Linked DNA regions of Sus scrofa: regions 2 and 3 are each linked to region 1. Evidence: chromatin contacts called from public Hi-C data. All regions are on one chromosome and are shown on one strand. The core of a region is the stretch at or near the end of the contact, and the rest is flanking DNA. Distances in the headings are between cores, read along the strand shown.

What was found. A called contact is a pair of places that touch in the nucleus more often than the background predicts.
Region 2: a Hi-C map of skeletal muscle shows a contact between it and region 1, with 5 times the contacts expected there. The contact joins the promoter of SNX14 here to the promoter of SYNCRIP in region 1. A contact is called at or near these places in 1 of 5 promoter capture datasets (liver), 9 of 47 Hi-C or Micro-C datasets (adipocytes, blood, embryonic fibroblasts and 5 more) and 2 of 2 datasets of contacts at active chromatin or transcription factors (alveolar macrophages and skeletal muscle).
Region 3: a contact with region 1 is called in a Hi-C map of skeletal muscle, with 4 times the contacts expected there. The contact joins the enhancer-like site here to the promoter of SYNCRIP in region 1. A contact is called at or near these places in 2 of 5 promoter capture datasets (fetal liver and liver), 23 of 47 Hi-C or Micro-C datasets (alveolar macrophages, blood, brain and 13 more) and 2 of 2 datasets of contacts at active chromatin or transcription factors (alveolar macrophages and skeletal muscle).

What each region holds. Positions count from the first base shown.
Region 1 is chr1:54,595,868-54,600,902 of Sscrofa11.1, reverse strand. It overlaps SYNCRIP (heterogeneous nuclear ribonucleoprotein Q), which reads left to right and starts at 2,497. Exons shown (of 12, transcript XM_021089679.1): 1 at 2,497-2,581; 2 at 4,858-5,017. The coding sequence starts at 4,870.
Region 2 is chr1:54,544,060-54,549,094 of Sscrofa11.1, reverse strand. SNX14 (sorting nexin-14) reads left to right here and starts at 1,891. Exons shown (of 31, transcript XM_001927319.7): 1 at 1,891-2,207. The coding sequence starts at 2,068.
Region 3 is chr1:54,630,486-54,635,520 of Sscrofa11.1, reverse strand. No RefSeq gene overlaps it. Among named protein-coding and RNA genes, the nearest start is that of SYNCRIP, 35 kb to the right of the region's middle. Within about 2 kb of position 2,315, at least 74 of the 83 cell types and tissues checked have an H3K27ac peak or open chromatin away from gene starts, as enhancers often do. A contact at or near this core is called in alveolar macrophages, brain, embryonic fibroblasts and 8 more, where this site is marked.

The DNA.
Region 1 (5,035 bases), core at 1,248-3,747:
TAGCCTGGGGACCTCCATATGCCGCAGGTGTGGCCCTAAAAGACAAAAAACCAGAAAACAAGAACAACGACAACAAAAACACACCACACAGGAGGAGTCCCTATGGTGGCTCAGTGATAATGCACTCAACTAGTATCCATGAGGACTCAGGTTCAATCCCTGGTCTCACTCAGTGGGTTAAAGATCCAGCTTTGCAGTGAGCTGTGGTGTAGATCGCAGACTCAACTCAGAACCTGTGTTGCTCTGGCTGTGGCTGGCACAGGAAGCCTGCTGCACCTTCGGCCCTAAAAAGACCAAAAAAAAAAAAAAAAAAAAAGACACACAGGAGTTCCCTGGTGGCTCAAGGGGTTAAGGATCTGACATTGTCACTGCTGTGGCTCTGGTTACTGCTGTGGTGGGGTTTGATCCATGGCCCAGGAACTTCCTCATGCCATGGGCACAGTCAAGAAAAAAAGAAAAAAACAAACAAAACCTGACAGGACTTGATCACTGAAGAAGACTGTGTCTTGAATGACTCTCTGGTTTTCAGATAATGCTGCTGGATGCAAGTGGGTGATGTTCATTGAGAAGGGAACTTTGGAGATGAATAATTAGGGGGAAGATCTTGTGCTCCTGGCTTCTTTCGAAATGTTGATTTGGAGTCTGGGGGGGGTGGTTAGACAAATAAATTAGAGGTCAAACAAGAACTAAAGATATTGGAGTTCCGTTGTGGCTCAGTGGTTAACAAATCCGACTAGGAACCATGAGGTTGTGGGTTCGATCCCTGGCCTTGTTCAGTTGGTCAAGGATCCGGCATTTCCATGACCAATGGTGTAGGTCGCAGACTCGGCTTGGATCCTGAGTTGCTGTGGCTGTGGCTGTGGCTGTGGCGTAGGCTGGTGGCTACAGCTCCGATTCAACCCCTAGCCTGGGAGCCTCCATATGCTACGGAAGCGGCCCTAGAAATGGCAAAAAGACAAAAAAAAAAAAAAAAAAAAAAAGAACTAAAGATATTAATTTGGGAGGTCTGGTCATCTGGTAGATGACTTTGTCTAGTGGAGGCACTTTTCCTTTCTTTTTTTTTAAGGAAAGTTGATCCCTAGGAAGGTCTAAATAAAAAGTGTTGGTTAGTTCAAATCTATTATTTTTCGGAGTTCCCGTCGTGGCGCAGTGGTTAACGAATCCGACTAGAAACCATGAGGTTGCGGGTTCGGTCCCTGCCCTTGCTCAGTGGGTTAACGATCCGGCGTTGCCATGAGATCCCGAGTTGCTGTGGCTCTGGCGTAGGCCGGTGGCTACAGCTCTGATTCAACCCCTAGCCTGGGAACCTCCATATGCCGCGGGAGCGGCCCAAGAAATAGCAACAACAACAACAAAAATCTATTATTTTCATTATTTAATTTATAGGATTACCCACTTTTATGCCACGAAACTCCAGTAGTAAGGGATTTCAGATAATGGAAAGCTCAGATCTTTGCTAAATAGATTGATTGGATAGATAGTCAAAATATTTCAAAAATTTTATATCTTGATCCAGTTACCTATAAAATAATCTGGCATATTGTGTGCTTAAGCACTTTGAAGAGTATTCATCTAACTTTTCCTTGAACCACTGATTTTCTGTCATAGCATAGAGACTGTTTAGGGAAACAGTGAGCTTTAAAAATAAACCTGATTTTTAATTAAAAGGACACTATTCCTTTTTTTATTACAGCTGCATTATAAAATTAGTATCCATACCGCGTCTGAAATTCAAACGTCTTTGTCTTGTCTTTCTTGTACCTAGTATACCGTTACAAAAGAAATATCACTTCAGTTAGGATTTTTTTCCTCCTTTTTTTTTTAAACTTTAGTATAGTTGATTTCCAATGTTCTGTCAATTCCTGCTATAATGACCCAGTTATACATACATACATACATTGTTTTTCTCACTTTATCCTCCATCGTGTTCCATCACAAGTGATTGGATATAGTTCCCTGAAGTTAAAATTTAATTGCTAAGATTTTTGAAAAGAAATACAGATGTGTTCTTCACACTTGTCCTAACCACTGAGCTTTGTGAGGCGTCAAGTTGCTCAAACTGTGCTACAAGGAAGCCCTTTACTGCTCAAAAGGCCAGGGACCGAAACGGAGTACTGCACAACTCTTCATCACCCCTGGTTTGGCTTCCAAATGTGGCTTTCCTATCATCCCAAAGCGGGAGCCGCTCCTCGCTCCACTAGAGCCAGTCTGTTCCCCCTCAAAAGCAGCCGGGGTTTCCTCGTCTGAGCTTTGGGCGCCCCTCCTTCTGTCCAAGGTTCCCGTGGAAGAGCCACGCGGGCGCAGGGCCCCGGGAGTCCCCATTGTCCAGCCAGGGAGACCCAGTCTCCCCTAGAGGAACTCCTGCACTGGAGTCGGGCCGGACAGGTTGACCAAAGGTCCCCGGGTCTCCGCGCCGCTCCCCTCCCCCGTCGCCCCATTGTCTGTCTCGCCCCGCCCCGGGGGACACGTGCGCCTGCAGCTTCCCGAGCTAGGAGAGCGCGGGGCGGCGGCGGCGTGGACACCGCCTGGAACGGCTACGCGGCCGCCGCGCCGGGGGTGGGGGCCGGGCGCGCACGGACCGGTGGGTATCCTATGGGGAACTGCGGTCGCATCCCGTGCCCCCTGCCCCGGTTCCCGGCCGGCCCGGGACGGGGCGGGGGGTGGGGCAAGCGGGAGCTCGATGGGGGTGGCGTGCGCGTGGTGCCGCGATGGGGGTGGGGTGGGGCGGGGTGGGGAGATGCCTGTCTCCTGACAAAGGAGAACGAGTGGGACATGCTGAGCCGGCCCGCCCCGCCCCGCCCGGAGGGGAGCGGGAGGGGGAGTGTCGGGAGGGAAGGGGCGGGCCTTTCATTCACTCCCGGCCCCTCCGCCGCCGGAGCGGAAGGGCGGGGTCTCGCGCCCCCCCGCCCCCCCGGGTGGTGAAGAGCGAGGGAGGTGGTGGGGCGTGAGGGCGGAGCCCGAGGGCGCGCATCCTGAAGCGCAGGCTACGTCGTCACGTCAGCGCGGGAGAGAGAAAGAGAGGAGCCTACTCGGCAGGGCCTGGGGAACGGGGTTGTGAGAGCGAGGGAGGGAGCAAGCGAGCGTGCGAGCGTGGAGGGGAAGGGCGGCCACTCGTGCTTGAGCGGCTGCGGACGGCAGTGGGGGAGAAGAGCAGGGAGGGCAAGAAGCAAGGCCTAGAGAAGAAGGCGGACAGAGGCTTGTGGTGGTGGAAGAAGGAGAAGGAGGAGCTGGAGGAGGGCAGGGGCTGAGGGAGTGAGTGAGAGAAGCGGACGCGCGAGGGAGGGGAGGGGAGGGAAGGGGGGGTCACGCGGAGGCGCGCGCGCGCACCGGGAGCGCGCTCGGAGGCGAGTGGAACTGGATCGGGTTTGCTGCCAGCGGCGTGAGCTTCGGCCGCCATTTTACAACAGCTCCACTCGCGCCGGACACAGGGAGCAGCGAGCACACGTTGCCCGCAACCGGATCTCCTCGGACAGGATTCCTCCGCCGCAGCCCAACGGGGAGGTAACGACCGCCGGGACCCGGGTCTGGGGGGGAGCTCCGTGACATTGTGGAGTGAGCTGGGGGAGGGCGGTGCGGGGAGAAACCGGCTTTTCTGGAAAATGGATTCCAAGGGAGAGAGGAGCACGTTGACTGGGTTGCTTGGGAGTAGGCCGCGGTCCGCGCCGCCACTTCCTCCTCCCCTCCATGTGCTGCCGCCGTTCGGGCTTTGTCTGCGGCGCTCCTGGGAGGAGGCGGCCCCGTGGCCCGCGCGGACCGCGAGTGGCGGCGGAGTTGGTGCTGTCGTGGCCGTCGCCGCGGCACGGGAGTGGGCGGAGAGGAGCCGATCCCGTCCCGTGGCCGCGCGGCGGGCCTGGGTGGTGTTCGGGGTCCGGCGGGCGTTGGGCAGTTCGCGGAACGCCCTCACGCCGCAGGCTTGCCGGCTCCGGCTCAGGGGTGGCACCGCCAGCCCCCGCACCGCAGTCACTGCCAGGACCCACGATGGGTAGGGGCTCGCGCCACGGCTCACATCTCGGCGGGGCGGCCGGGGTGGCCGGCGCCCGGGGCAGAGAGAGCCATGTGTCACGGCCGAGACGGCGGCGCTGGGGGGCGGGGAGAGCCCGTGGCCTGGCGCCGCCGCGGCCTCGGTGTCCGCGAGGGGCGAGCTTGTGCTGCTGCTGCTTGCTGGGGGCTCCGACCGCGGCTTTGGGTTGATGTTGGGAGCCGGAGACGGTCGTCTTGGCCTGGGACTCGGTGGGTTTCCGTTGAAGGAAGTTGTAGGACATCTGAAGGCGCAGAGCACGTGTTTCTAATGGGCTCCCGGTGGCCGCAGCGGTGAGGCTGCCGCACGGGGTGCGGAGTCGGGGGCGGGCTTTGGGGTGCGGGGGTGAAGGGTGGAGAAACTGGGAGGTGGGAAGGTGGCTTGTGTGAGCGCTTTGTTCTTCGCTGGCTGTTGTTACTGATCTTTAAGCGGCAGGCGGGAAAAGCGCGCACTTTGGGGGTTTACCTTTGAGAGGGAAAAGCCCAGTTTTGCTTGCTCCACACACACACCTCATTTTCTGTACGGGCAAAGCTGCATGTGGCACACTGGCTCGTCCTCTTGCTGGTTGGGCTCCATTTGTAATGTGGTTTTTCCTAGGGAGTGTTAGCAGGTGAGTCAGGGGTGGTGCTAAGGAAAAACGTAGTGGATCCATCCTTGTGTGCCCGGCGCTCCAAATCTGGCTTGTCAGGCGACAGTGAGTTTAAAGTAAGGCCTCTTTAAAGGGAAGTGCAGACTGGTTGGTGTAGAAATTGGTAGAGAAAGTAAAGATTGGGGCTCTCATATTGTCCTCTACCCTTTTTGAAGATCCTAGTTTAATTTTGCTTATTGCGTTTGAACAGATCTCTGGAAACATGGCTACAGAACATGTTAATGGAAATGGTACTGAAGAGCCCATGGATACTACTTCTGCAGTTATCCATTCAGAAAATTTTCAGACATTGCTTGATGCTGGTTTACCACAGAAAGTTGCTGAAAAACTAGATGAAATTTACGTTGCAGGTAAGAACTAACACTTGC
Region 2 (5,035 bases), core at 642-3,141, 51 kb after region 1:
ATTGCAGTAGTGCAGTTTTGATCCCTGACCCAGGAACTTCTACATGCTGTGGGTGTGGCCAAAAAATAAATTAAAAATTGCTTTATGTCTGATTAGCTTATTATAATTGCCACTGCAAAGAAAAATCACATGGGAAAGAAGTCTTGGATGTTGTAAAGTCTAATTTGAAAGAACAAGACATTTTATTACTAAGATGCACTGGCTATCAGTAATAAGTTGAACCGGAATTTTAGAGTGACCCTATAAAGGAGCAAAATTTTTGAACAGAAAAAAAGATCACAGTCTGACTCTCTAGAAAAGTTTAATAAAGTAACTTACCCAATTATAAAGTAATCAAGTCCACAGTAGGCACTTGATACATGTAGATTCATTCAACTTACACCTTTATTTATACTTCAATATAGCCCCTAAATAAGGGGCTATAAGTAGTTCAAAGACACTTAAAAAGAAAGGCTGAAAAGTGAAATTCATGTTTAATTATGTATCTCAAAATATTAAAGAAAACTACCAAGCTTTCCAATGATATTGTTAGTCTACAGTACATTTATGATGTTTAAACAATACCTAAGGATGAGGATCAGTGAAATGGATACCTTAAATACCATTGTGGAACTAGTAAACCATTCTGGGAAGAAATTTGTCAGTATGTATCATGTTCCTATTCTTTGATCCAGCAGTCGTTATTGATATTGACCCTAAAGTCATAATTATAAACGAGTATAGATGTGTGATTAAGGGTGGTAACGATAATATCAAAGATATAAAAAAATTAGCATTAACAGAATAAAGGATGGTACATTCTGAAGGAAAATAATGCAAAGAAATGACCCATGTATTCAGTATAATAACATGGGAAAATACTCAACTGCCATACACCATGATTTTTATGTTTAAAAAAAATCATTTCTGAACATGTCTGTCTCCGCACTTTAGAGGATAAGATACTAAGAAAGAGAAAAGACAGGCAGCATGAAAACTGGCTCTGGCTTCAAATCCCTGTTTCGCTAGCTCTGATTCTGAGCAAAGTTCCTCTCTGCCTCACTAACGTCGGTAATCTAGCTGTAAGATGGGGGAAACCAGAGTACCTATATCATGAAGTGAATGTGTGGACGTTAAAGTACTTAGCGCGCCGCCTAAATAAATTTTACTTATTACGACGTCTTTCTGTATCTGTCAGAGTAGTGGAGAATACAGAAATTAAAATTTAGAAATGTGCTAACTTAGTAAAGCGAGAAGCCCCACCAGACTGCAAACGGTATTTAACCTAACCTGCCAACGCGCCTCAGCAAATACTTGGATTTTGGTTAGGGCCGCGGGACTGTGGTGAGCTGAGGTCTACCTCGCCTTTGGACGCGTAAAAGATGTTCTCGCCACCGAGTGGCGGCCAGGTGGGTTCGACTTTTCCCTGTTCCAGGGTGGTTTTACTCACCCGCGCGCGGCCCGTGCAAAACAGGGACTGAGAGGTGTTTCCCCCCCGCCCCCACCTTGGGCGTCTTGCAAAGCTTGGACCTGTCCCCAAGCCGAGCTGAGCCTATAGAGAAGAGGCGTGGAGAGCGGTGGCGGAGCTCACGTCACAAAGACTACAGTCCCCAGTGGGCCCCGCGAGCTCGAGGAGTCCTGCAGGCAGGATCCGGTGGCCGCGGGGTCTGCAGTTTCTCCTATGCTCGGGCACAGCCTTCCGCCTCTTCTCTGCAACACAGGCAATTACTGGGTGCTGCAGCTTCCCCCCGATTTCCAAAAAGGTGCAGTCGCTGGCGAAAGGGGCCATCCACCCAGGGCTGCGCGGCTCTGACCCAGAGAGCTAACCCGCAAACCGACCCGCCTTGCGCGGGGTGACGAAAGACACGTCGTACGGCGGCCTGCCCGGCCGCGGGGGGCGTGGCCGCGCACGCGCGACGGCGCCCTCGGGCGGGGCTTTGGGCGGCTGCAGCCCGCTGACCGTCCGCCGGTCGCCGGCTCTCCGGGTCCGCCGCAGGGCTTGGAGGGGCGGCGTCGTGGGTGGTTGATGGGGGGGTCCCCTCAACCTCAACCTCAGTCTGTAGTGCAGCCTCAGATACGCCGACGGAGATGGCGCCCTGGATGCGGACGATGGGGGAGAAGCTGAAGCAGCGGTTGAGGCTGGACGTGGGACGCGAGATTTGTCGCCAGTACCCACTGTTCTGCTTCCTGCTGCTGTGCCTCAGCGCCGCCTCCCTGCTCCTCAACAGGTAACGCGGCAGCGCAAGCTAGCTGGGTGGCGGGCAGCTTTCCTCCGAAACTGCGGACTCAGGCCCTGTTGCTTCGCAGTGCGGAGACTGTGGGGCTGCGCAGCTGCGGGAAGTGGGGCGGGCTGCGGGGCCTCTGGGGAGAGAGCGGCCTTGGGGAGCCTGGCTGGGCGCTGGTGCCCGGAAGTGCGGTGGGGCCTGGGCTCAAGGGACCCCTTTTCTAAGGCCTCCCCTCTTCAGCCATCCGGCCCCTATTCTTACCTTCTTTTCACCCATTTCTTAAAAGCTGGGCCTCCAGCATCGATGCTTTTCAGAAGCATGAATCTGTCGGTCGCCGAATTGAGGCCATGAGGGGGCGGTGCCGCCAGCTGATGGAGGAGAGTACAGGGTTCCTTCGCAGTGGAAGTTTTAGACTGACTCTCCTTGCTCTCCCCGCGCGCGCACGCCCACCCACCCACATTGGAGATCACCACCGAGGTTTTCCCCAGTGTTATTGGTTACAATGCACCGTCATAAAGATTTGTTGTATCGAAGAGCGCGAAATAGTAGTAGCATCTCTAGAATATTCCTAAAGGGAAGACTGAGGTTAAAATTGCTAATTTAGTTGACATTTTGAAAGCGCAAGATTCTGCCTCTGAAATAAACTGGTCGATTTCCTTCATTTTGGTGTTTTTAGTAACGGTAGCGATGAAATAGGTGGTAGAGGAGACGTGTTCCTTCAGAATTATTTCCACATTTGCTCTTGGTGGTTAAGAAATCTGAGACAGTTAGTTGTCAGCGACAGCACCTGCACGATGTTTTTCAGATTTCGAACGGCAGCCATCCTTACTCTTTATCTGGACTTAGTTGATCCCCCAAGGTTGGGAACGGGGAAGCATTCACAAGAAATATGGTAATTTTGCTCTGGGATAACCATTTCCTGTTCCTGTGTGGAAGTTGGGTTTCTTCCCCGGCCTCTTCGCTTTCTTTCTTTTCTTTTTTTCCGCCATTTAGCCCGTGGCATAATGGAAGTTTCCAGGCTACGGTCGAAATGGAGCTGCAGCTGCCGGCCTGCACCACAGCCACAGCAACGCGGGATTCCAGCCGTGCCTGCAACCTACACCGCAGCTCATGGCAACGCCGGATCCTTTAACCCACTGAGCGAGGCCCGGGATGGAACCCGCCTCCTCATGGTTACCAGTCGGGTTTGTTACCACTGAGCCATGTCGGGAACTCCCCGCTTTACTTTCATGTTGTTTCTGGGTTTATATAGTACTGGATTTAAAGAGCGATTATTGATATTTTACTGGAAAATGTAGTTTGTGATGGTAAAATGTTTGATTTTAAGGGTGTGGAAGGCGTGGTGGAATTAGAATAGAAACTATTAAGTCCTTAACCAGTTTTGTCATCTGGAAGGCATTTCACGCCGGATTAGCAGGTTTAGTACGAAAGACATGTAAACTTTATAGGATTGTTACCTTTTGTTCAGGGATTCTTATCCATCTTCTTTGGGAGCTGGATCAGTCTAGGTCTCCAGGGTAGCACAGCTGTGTGGGAGCAGGTTGAACTAAATTTCTGAGGTCACCTGCTTAATTATAGCATCCAGTGTTATGTGTTGTTAAGGAGTCATGGGATAGCGTCAGATCTGTATAACATCTGGTCTCTGTACCCTGTATTTGTATTATGCAAAGAAAGAAGGAAATCACACATAAGTGCTATCTCTGGGTGGTTGCGTGTATGAATAGAATTGTTTTTGCATACATGGCATGTCTATTCAGAAATTAATAGTGCATTCCTTCAACAAAATCATTTTTTTAAAAATGATTTTTATTTTTTCCATTATAGTTGGTTTACAGTGTTCTATACAGGCATTTCATCAGCTAATTTTTAGAAGTTATTTTAAAATAAATTTTCTGTTTAAAAACCTCCCATGGTTAGTATGGAGATTTGAAGCTCTTCTGTATGGTTAAATTTAGAATAAAACTTTCTTTTTTTTTGATGTTTAGAAATATTTATTTATTTATTTTATTCCTCAAATGAATTTATCACTTCTGTATTTGTATAATGATCATCACAATCCAATTTCACAGGATTTCCATCCCACAACCCAAGCACATTCCCCCCATCCTCCAAACTGTCTCCTCAGGAGACCGAAAGTTTTTCAATGTCTATGACTCCTCATCTGTTCTGCAAAGAAGTTCAGTCTGTCCTTTTTCCAGATCCCACATGTCAGGGAAAGAATGTGATGTTGGTGTCTCATTGTATGGCTGCCTTCACTTAGCATGATAATTTCTAAGTCCATCCATGTTGCTAAAAATGCTGGTATTTCGTTCCTTTTAATGGCTGAGTCTTATTCCATTGCGTATATGTGTACCACATCTTTTTGATCCACTCCTCTGTCAATGGACATTTAGGTTGTTTCCATGTCTTGGCTATTGCAAATAGTGCTGCAATGAACATCGGAGTACATGTGTCTTTGTGAGTCATGGTTTTCTCTGGATAGAATAAAACTTTCTTTGAAATTAATTTTTTCTCTTACTGTCTTAAAACCTTAGCTCCTAAAGATCTCTCAGGGTGTTATCTAGCATGTAAATTTTTCTTTCAATATGCATTAAAATGATGAGTTTTATCTGTGGCAAGATAAATGGATATAACCTTTGGACCATTGTAACTGATGTGTGAGAAGAGTAGAGTAACGTACTTTATATATTTCAAATTATTTATGATATGACCTTTACAGTATTGTTCAGATAAATTAGTATAGATGTAATTATATAGATTTATTTGCTAATCATAGGATTGCATATTTGAGTGTTATAATAAGGAATATTTTAAGTTAATACCTCTATTAA
Region 3 (5,035 bases), core at 1,066-3,565, 35 kb before region 1:
GCTGGAAAACTATGAAATTATGACAAATCCAACTAAACACTATGCAGGCCATAGACAAGAAGGTCATCCCTATGTTCTGATATGGAACGATGTCCATGATATTTAGGAGGAGGCAAAGCAAGTTGCAGAAAAGGACACAGATCCTATTTGTATTTGATAAAATATGCACACACATTTATATGTGCATAGAAAGTTGCCAAAACTGTTAATATCAGTTACTATTAACAGCAGAGAGAAGATTCCCAGTGATATGAAAAGAAACTTTTACTTTGCCTTTTTTTTTTTTCCTTTTTACAGCCGCACCTGCGACACACCCAGGTTCTCGGGCTAGGGGTTGAATGGGAGCTGCAACTGAGGCCAACTACATCAAAGGTAACATCCACAGCAACAGCTCCCAGCCCCATCTGTCACCCTTAGGCAGCATGCGGCAGCATAGGTATCTTAACCCACTGAGCAAGGGGATTGAACCTGCATTCTGAGACAGCATTAGTACCGCTGAACCACAACGGGATTTCCTACTTTGCTTTTTTTATGTAATATTTTAGTTTTTTAAATATGAGCAATATGCAAATTTACATTGTACATTACAAAACAATATTTTCAGCATAATGCCCAGCCAAGTAAACACTGCATCACTTAGGTTCCTGTTACAGACATTTGCTATTCACATCTGGAATTTGGTCTTCATTTTAATTTTCTAAAAAGCCACCGCCTACATTTATTCATTCATTCATTCCACCAATAGTTACCGACAATCACCTTAAGGCAGAACAATAAAGAGCGGTGCACCAAGCGAGGACAATAAACAAACGCACACGTCCATAATAATGAGTAGTAAGTGCTATGAAGACGTGAATTTTCAAATGCTGAAATGTTCAAATGCTTGTTCCCATGTGCGCATATATGTACACATATTTATCCACACACACTAATTAATGCAACCGTTGCTACTGAATTAATGTATCGTTTGGATAAAGTATTCTAGGAAATTTCTCAAATTACTCTTTCTCCTGCATTCATGATAACGAATTTAGTATGATAAAAGAAGTTAAATAGCAAAGCTTTTGGTTGTATGGATTTAGGAAAATCGCTTAGCTACTTCAGGCGTCAGTTTAGTTCTCTGGCAAACGGAGGATTTACCTCTCGGGTCTGCTAATCTCTGTGCTGATCAGAGCGTAACAGCAGCGCCGGGCACCCGGGCACCCGGCAGCGTGGGGGTGGGGCGGGCCCCGACAGACCGCAGCTCGACCGCTTGCAGCGCAGCCGGCCGGCTCTCCAGAAAGGCAGCCTTCTCACTGTGGACGGGAGGAGAAACGCGGCGCTATCGCCAACTATTTCCAACTGAGCAGTTCGGCCCTCCAATTTCTCTTTACGGGCGTGCAGCGATTCCTGAGCGTCAGTTCCCCCAAGGCGTCTGCCAACCAGCTAGCGCGACTTCTCGAATGGGTCACAGACTGGGCCGTCCCGCGCCGCAAAACTCTAGTCCACTCCTGACCCCGAGCCGCCCCATCCGCCCGGGGCGTACTTGGCTCGAGCTAGGCGGCAGCTTCGCCTCCAAAGGCGACTGTTCGTTTGAATTCTGGCGCCACTCCCGCGCCACGTAGAGCCAGACGAGGAAGCTACTAAGCGCGGCGCGCGCGGGCGCGCGCCGGGGACTGAGCGTGCGCGCCGCAGAAGGACGGCGCGCGCACCACGCCCCGAAACGAGCCCACGAAAGAAAAGAGCCCCCTGGCGCGCTCTCGCTCACTAGGTCAGAAACCGGCCACGCCCCCGTGCTCTCCCGCATCCAATAGATGCGAGAGGGAGGAGCGGCCTCGCTCTGGCTAGGGAGAGACTATATAGGGAACTGCTGGATGCGTGGGTCGGTCTTTTACGTCGGGACTCAAGGGTTTGTTAGGTTGTGCTAGGTAAGTAGGCGCCGCGGGCGGTTGTCCGAGCGAACCTGGGTGGCGCAGTTTAGGTTGTGGGGCTGCAGTACGGTTGAAGAGGCTTCAGAAATTTGAACTTAAGAGTGCTGTGTTGAAAACTTGCACGTGGGAAACATGCCACCAGACCGCCACGTGTCCATAGTCGTGGTGGTGGCCGGCTTCGAGTTTATGCGTGCGGAGGCCGCCTCTGGTGGCCGCGGCGTTGCGCGCGGCCTTGTTGCTAAGCCCGGGGAGCTAGCTGGCTCAACTTAAACGACTGCCGGAAAGCAACCATATCCCTGGGATTTGGGGCTAGGGGTTAGTGTTGACGTTAAGAGCAAAACGCCTTGTTGATAGGGTGTCCGTCCCACCACCAGATCCAACGGAGATTTCAAGATCCGCAGCCCCTAACTACGTGGGGCTGAGCTGTATTGTCCCCAGGCGGCGCTGTGTGCAAATCGTATTGAAGGAGAGGATTTTAGTGCTGAAATTCTCCGAGACTACTTAATTTTAAATATATTGATTTGCCCCGCAGGAGCGATGGCTCTCGGTGTAACGGAGCTCTTAAGTGAAGATGCTGAGGTAAGTATTGTTGAACTTAGTTTTTAGAACTGAGAAAGTAAACCTCTTGTTGACAGGAGAAGCGGTGGTACACTATTTGAAATGGTACGTTTTTTTTTTTTTTTTTAGAGGAAAAGGAAGAGTGCAAAACATAGGGGAGAATGTTTGCTGGAAAACGACATGGTTAAAACCTAATGATCTTAGCAGGTATGTGTTTAACTAGTATTTTGAGTCTGCATATGCTTTTTCCATAGACAGGTTAAATGAGTTTTGGGTTTTTTTTCTTGTGCTCAAAACAGCATCCTGCAGGTTGTTGATTGCTAATGAAGTTATGGATATCTCTGATGGCAGCGTCATTCTGAAGTAAGTTATGTGGCTTACAACATCTATAGTATTTCTAACGTACTTTTAATGTTGCTTTGGTTTATGGTAAATCACTGGTAGTGCTTTGGTCTGATCAATGATGAAACCTATCCCGAAGCTGATTACCTGAAGAAAAAAAAGCACATACGGATTCGGCTTCTGAGATAAGACCAATGTGCAGATGTGAAGTTATTGGTGCCTGGATTTTATAATTTGAGAAGTTTGTTACATTGTGTCTTTTTTTTTTTTTCCCCTCTGCCAACAGTGAGGGGTCGCTGTCTGCCTATTGAAAGAGGCCAGATTGCTGTGAAGTTCCTGAGATATTTCTGTGAGTAGACATACTTTTCTTGACAGTCAACATTATGTCCTTGGTCTGTCTATGATGATCCTATCCCGAACCTGAATTTCTGTTGAAAAACCTTATACGGATCTGGCTTCTGAGATAGACCATTATAAGGACAATAAATAGTACTTTGTGAAATACTTTCTTCTTTTTTTTTTTTTTTTTAAGTTTTCTTTATGTTTATAGTCTTGTAAAGCTAAAGTGTTTTTCCTTTTCTAGGGCTAATGCCACAAGATTTACCGGTATGTCGTGTAAAAAACTAAGGAAAAGCTCTTCATTTTATGGATATGGAAAGAAAAATCAAGATGGATTATATTTTTTTTAATTATCCAGTCTTTAATTAGTTAAGTAAAACTAGTTAAACTTTTTAAAATCAATTTTGAATGAATACCCTTTGGTTACAAGCTGTTTGAATGTAAAATGCGTCATGGTGATTATAGCCAAATGAAGGTTTTTACTATTATAGAAAGTTATTAAGATGAGAGCAGAGTGGACAGAACATATTCCTGGGATTGGGCTGGAAAGAAAGCCCACCATCAATAATCATTACTGGCTGAATTATGGAATATTTAGTCTTAGTGTAACAGTATTGTGTATTTATTTATGGTATTAAGGTGTTTATTCTGAAAACGAAGAAAGCACAATATAGCAAGTCATGAGGAAGGTCACTGATGAAATGTAGTTTAAAATTGTACAGACATCCTGAATGAATTTAAGTGTTAAGTAATTAATACCATCTGATGTAACCAAGGTGGTTGGGCCCCATGCATAATCATTTTCCCTAAATAGCTACATGAATAAATTTTTCCCAATCCAAGTAAGAATGCCAATATTTATAGTCATCATTAATAAACCTAAAATTTCCTTAGTGAAAATTTGGATCCCACGCATGCAGCTCAGGGAGAGGTTTATGAAACTGATAAGGCTGTAGTTGAATACTTTCCCAAGTATCAAAACAGTATACAAAATAGCATCTCTGGGAATGTTTCCTTGGCAGCCATAAACTACCCATGTGTTGCATTTATTACATGTATTTAACATTGCAGTCTACGCTCTTATGACTGATCTCCCTTACCCTGCTTTATTTGGAATATATATTCTAGAAGACCTGTTTCAAACACAGACATCCTAAGTACATAGAAACCTTAAATATCTGGCTCTTGGTTAGAACAAAGAATGGATGGTAATTTTACCCAAAAAATATAGTGATCAAAGATAAATTGGTACCCACACAAAACTTTAAGGGGAAAAAAATACATTTCTCTAAAACCTCAGTTAATGTACATTACTGCACCGAGCATTGTGTACAACAGTTGTACACAATGCCAAGAGAAAAGGCAAAGTACAGGAAACAAGAACAGTGCAGAATAAGGATGTTAAAGTGATACATTTGGGCATATGAAACACTAACCAAAGATATGCTTCAGAATTGGATCCCCAAAGGTACAATTCCAATGGAACTTGAAAGCTCAACATAGAAGTTTCCATTAAGATTACTAATTGATTCAAACCTATTACTAAACAAGGTGTACTAATGTCATGATGGTGTCTTTCACACAGCACAGATATACTTAATTGGTAATATATAAAAAATAAGGCAACTAAATAAGACCAGGGACCTTAAGCTGTTACCTGTGTAAGGGATTTAAACTTCCAGAACCAATCTGCAACTTAATGGACTTAGTGGAGATCCTAAAATGTACGGATCTGCTGTTTGGACTGGTTTTGTGATAAACATATAGAACACAGTCTACATTTGTGTGATGTTACTGACTAGCCAGTAAGAATTTTCTCTCTGCTTTACACCATTCTTTCTGATTGCATTAAACAGTAGGCTCAATCCTACCATTTGGTGTTTTGT